Linked DNA regions of Danio rerio: region 2 is linked to region 1. Evidence: chromatin contacts called from public Micro-C data. All regions are on one chromosome and are shown on one strand. The core of a region is the stretch at or near the end of the contact, and the rest is flanking DNA. Distances in the headings are between cores, read along the strand shown. Region 1 holds the start of mcf2la (mcf.2 cell line derived transforming sequence-like a). Region 2 overlaps mcf2la (mcf.2 cell line derived transforming sequence-like a).

What was found. A called contact is a pair of places that touch in the nucleus more often than the background predicts.
Region 2: a contact with region 1 is called in a Micro-C map of caudal fin, with 9 times the contacts expected there. The contact joins the enhancer-like site here to the promoter of mcf2la in region 1. A contact is called at or near these places in 4 of 18 Hi-C or Micro-C datasets (caudal fin, embryo, hematopoietic stem cells and 1 more).

The regions. Positions count from the first base shown.
Region 1 is chr1:49,757,573-49,760,203 of GRCz12tu, reverse strand. mcf2la (mcf.2 cell line derived transforming sequence-like a) reads right to left here and starts at 1,310. Exons shown (of 30, transcript XM_073954173.1): 1 at 1,275-1,310. The coding sequence starts at 1,280.
Region 2 is chr1:49,876,342-49,878,972 of GRCz12tu, reverse strand. mcf2la (mcf.2 cell line derived transforming sequence-like a) reads right to left here. Exons shown (of 30, transcript XM_073954173.1): 14 at 2,423-2,582; 15 at 223-275. Among named protein-coding and RNA genes, the nearest start is that of cab39l, 28 kb to the left of the region's middle. Within about 2 kb of position 1,297, at least 8 of the 62 cell types and tissues checked have an H3K27ac peak or open chromatin away from gene starts, as enhancers often do.

The DNA of each region.
Region 1 (2,631 bases), core at 61-2,560:
AGAGAGAGAGAGAGAGAGAGAGAGAGAGAGAGAGAGAGAGAGAGAGAGATGCCTCAGCAAAGCAGCAAAGATGAGACAGCAACACACTGACACACATGTACACTTAGGCTCTGCATCAACCAGGCAGTTTGTGCACACACACACACACACACACACACACACACACACACACACAGGTATGCGCATATGAGTAATGTTAAGGTCACTGTATTTACAACTCTGACAAAGGAACCATGACCTACAAACATGCATGTGCTCAGTTTGTGTAAGTATTCATGTGTGTGTGTGTGTGTGTGTGTGTGTGTGTGTGTGTGTATGTGTGTGTGTGTGTGAGTGTGTGTTTTACTGCTTTTTCTAACTACTTCTTTAAAATTAGCGGAATCAACACAATTATGGGTTTTTTGGGGGAGGACAACTTAATAGTTTTAATTGTTCAATTCACTTGAGTTTGTAAAAACAATTACTGTAAATTAACTTTATTGATTTGTGTTGGGACAACATGCAGGACCTCTGTGGAACCCAGCATTTTTACAATTTACAATGTATGGCACAGGTATTTACAAAGAGATGGTGAATTATGAGGACATTGCTGATGTCCTCATTTTTCAAAATGTCTATAAATCATACAGAATGAGTTTTCTTTTCTTCAGAAGGTAGAACTACAGTTTACTGTAAGAAGCAGGCGTAGAGTAATAGAAAATAGTATAGTTGCATAAAAACAATGAAAATCTATGGAAATGTCATCACAATTCACCAAGTGTGTGTACCTGACATTGTGGAGACCAAATGTTTAATCAAAAGAAACTAATACCAGTCATTTTGATTTTTTAGTCCCATAGTTTTTAGTTTTTTTTTAGAAAACATCTTTACAATGTGTGTGTATCACAGAATGAAGTATTTCAAACATGCGAGTGTCGTGTTTAGGGGGAAAGTAAAAGTAACAGAGGAAAATACAGTTAGGTATTAAAAAATACGTTAGTGTGTGGTAAGTCCCCATAAAACTTGAAACTCACCAGGTGTGTTGTCATATCCATGTCATATATGTCAAACAGTCATAATTTGAAAAAAAAAAACTGCATGGCATTTAATACACTGCAGTCATCATCGAATTCAAGGTCAAGAAAGGACATTTGGGTTTGTTCGTGGTTAATTCTGTATTTTTTCAGTCGTTATTTTGCAGACGTTTATAAAAATTAAACACAATTTGATATCGTCAAAGGATGAAACTACACAAATGTAGTAGATAGAATCATGGATGAGTAGTGCTGCATTACCTGCATCAAGACTGTACCTCGAGGAGCTCAGAACTCTGTGCTTGAGGAACGTGGCGACATCTTGTGTTCGACAAGCAGAATTACAAAATTACATTTGTTTTAAATTCCCAGAAGCTGAATAGCACTTTAAAGAAGAGAAACAATTCATAAAAGACAACAATGCTCAAACACAATATTGGACAAACATAAAAGCAAACAAAAAGCCAAGACTCGAACCAGCACAGCAAGAAGGTTTGTCACAGTTCTGTTGTTTAATGCTTTAATACTTCCCCCTCCATATTACATTCAAGGCTTCTAAAAGACATTAAAGCGATTACATATCGTAGTCTAAAGGGCACCTATGATGAAAATCAACTTTATGCTGTTTGGACAGAACTGATTAAAGTTGTAGTGTGTCCACTGTCATATTGGAGTGTTAGAAACCCAAAGAGTGTCTGTTTTTTTTTTTTTAATTCTTAACGTTACAATAGCACCCAAATACCAGTGATTTTGAGGCCCAATGCAACGGGAAGTAAGAGCGTGGTTTCCCCGCCCCACCAAATTGATTGACAGGCACCATGTTTCTATAATAACATGTGTACACATCCAGTCCACAGAACCTTTTTTTTTTTTGCAAAGAAACTGGGATTAAAACATCTATTCCAACTCTCTGTGATTTTTATGTTTTATAAATTTAAAACGTTTTAAAGCAGAGCATGATTGTTTCAAGAATCAGACAGAACTGTTCCGGTTTCCCCCACTGTCCATAGACATGCGGTAAAGGTTAATTGGGTAAGCTAAATTGTTTGTAGTGTATGAGTATGAATGAGTGTGTATGAATGTTTCCCAGAGATGGGTGTTGCAGCTTGAAGGGCATCCGGTGCGTAAAACATATGCTGGATAAATTGGTGGTTCATTCCGCTGTGGCAACCCCAGAATAATAAAGGGACTAAGCCGAAAAGAAAATGAATGAATATATATATATATACACACATACATACAACAGTTTGGTTTGGGTCTTGATTTTGATTGGTTGATATATTCTGCCAGTAAAAGCATTTGTACCGCTTATATTATACAAATATTGCAGCTGTTGGACAACATCATGTACTTTTGAGGCTTTTTTTGGTCAAGAATATAGTTTAGATTGCAACTATGCAGTTCATTTATAAGGATATTCCCTATTTTGAATATTTATAATTTCTGAGACAGCGCATTGGCAGCTATTAGCCTGCTATACTGAGTAGACCAAAGACGGTTGACGTTGTCTATCCACAAGATGGCAACAGAGACCACATAATAAGCCTTTAGAGGAGACAAAATACAGCGTAATTTTAAACTACAGCTGATTAAATCAATATTAAACTGATAAGTGATA
Region 2 (2,631 bases), core at 48-2,547, 120 kb before region 1:
CAAAAATATGGGAGATCTCAACTTTAAACTTGTTGTTTTAACTAAAGAAACATAACTGCTAAAATATCTTACTTTTAACAAATTGTTTCTTATATTTTTGCTTTTATGTTAGTTTTTTACTCTTTATTTGACCCTTCAACTGACATAAAACAGGAAAATTTTATTTCTGACACCTCATCAACTGTAGCATGTGTTCCTTATTGAATTAAAATAGATACCCACTTTTTTGCAGTTTCCATTGATGACGTCGCCTTCTATAGACTTCTCTCTATGAGCTGGAATAAAACACATATAGCTTAAAACCACAAATAATCAACACAAAATCCACAGCTGCTACTTAAAAGAATAGTTCATCCAAAAAATACAATTCTGTTATCATTTAGGCCTAATCCCAATTCTACCACTTAGCCCTTCCCCTTTGTTTTGAGCGTTCACGTGAAGCAGCAGGAGTGTCCTGATTCTCTTTAGCTTGAAGGCGTAGGGCTGAGGGGAAGGGCTAGATACCCCTTAAAAGTTTTTCCAGGACCACACTCGAAACCAAACGGGTAAGAAAATTTCCCAGAATACACCAGCTACACCGGCAGCATGGCTGCACACGGGAATCAGGAGATGCACAAATTAGTATTTTTGTCATTTTTATGAATTTTTACAACAAACAAACACGTGCTTTAATACAATCATAACTGAGTTCATGTTTTACCGTTAAAAACAAACAAAAAACACTAAAATAAAAACTTTTGAAAAAATTTCGCCATATAATCCCTAATAATAAACCAAGTATAGCAGTCACACGACATACTTTCACATCTGACACTCAATGGCACTCGAATACCCAGTCTGAAAAGTCTAGTGACTGAGAATGAGATATACAAAAATAGAATTGGGATTGAGCCTTACTTGTGCTCCACTTGCTCCTAACCTGTTTAAGATATATTAAAGAATTGCGTAAAACAGCAGTCATTGACTTTTTTTAATCATACTATAGAATCCATGCACTCAAAAAATGTTCTTGCTGTTGGTTCTAACTAACTATCCAAAATCAACTGAATCAACACAACTGCTGAGTTTTTTTGGGGACAACTTAGTTGTGTTGTGTTCAATCTACTTTAATTTGTTTAAAGAATAAGTTAACTTTATTGATTTGTGATGGAACAACAAGAAAGACTTGTGTGGAACCCGGCATTTTTTACAGTGTGGATTCTGGTTTTGAACTATCCCTTTAAATACGACACACATTGAAACCCCTGCAGTTCTCAATTATGAACACCAGATGGCAGGAGTGTGAAATAAGTCTGCCATGTTTAATGTGCATGAGCGATCAGAAATAAGAATAGGCAGTGTGCAGGAGTGTGTGGAGTGGGTTAGTGGACGACATTGAGAGGACAAACATTAGCGCACTGCAGAGGACAGAAACCACCGCTCCACTGAATATACTGCTGTTTTAATGTGTTTACCTCAGCTAAAAAGGCTCAGCTCATGTAATATTCATTGAAGTTTATTAAGAGTTAATTCAGAAATAAATAAAGGGAGTAGCATAATTTAGCTATATGAAGAAGCTGTAATGAAAGAAACATTTATTGACCGTGCGTGAATAGCTTGTAATAAAAGTTAAAGAAACGATCCACTTTGGAATAGGCTCATTTTACAACTTGTAATGTGTTGTTACCACTTCTGAATCCATTTAGCCAATCTCCGGCTTTGCTGGGAGCACTTTTAGCTTAGCTTAGCATAAATCATTGAAACAGATTACACCATTAGCTTCTTGCTCAGAAATGACCAAAAAGTATCAGTAATTTTATGATTTACAGCTTGACTATTCTGTAGTTACATAATGTACTAAGACTAATGGCACTATTCCTGCTGCAGACATGGAACAGCAGCAAATTTCCTTGATTTTTACACCAGAATGAGAGTATAGTTTATAGACATATCGACTTAGAAAATGGCAACTTTCATTTTATGTCAGTCTAAATGCACAATGTAACTACAAAGGAATTAAGCTTTAAATAAGAAAATTAAAACTCGTTTTATTTTTGAGCGAGATGCTAATGGTCTAATCCGATTCAATTATTTATGCTAAGCTAAGCTAAAAGTGCTCCCACCAGACCCGGAGATTGACTGAATGAATTCAAAAACAGAATCACTCATCTGTTTAACTCTAGGGGGATTGTAAATTTACTTTTTTTTCAAAAATTTGTAGGGTTTTTTGTTTTTTAAATGAGACCTTTCTCTGTTTATAACAAGGGTTTCTGAATTCTACATACAGTATAGCCCCATTTAATCCTATCAGATATCTACAGCTGGCCAATAACACAGATTACAAATAACTTGGGTGAAAAACTGCTGAATAAATTTCACCCAAAGCGTTTGTGTCATGCCATAGAATCAAACATAAGCTACAAAATCAGGTTTTAGTGCTAACCTGGAGATGAGACTGGTGTTTTGATGATGGCTTCAGGACGTGGAGCGACAGGCTGCACGGGTCGAGTTTGTTTAGCTGCTAGCTTCTTCAGACTGACCCTTCTCTTCTCAAACATTTCCTGCATGGACAGCTGCTTCTGAAACACTTTGTCAACCTGATCCTGTTTGATCAGAGAGAAATCATTCATTTAATGCTTGCAAACTATTATA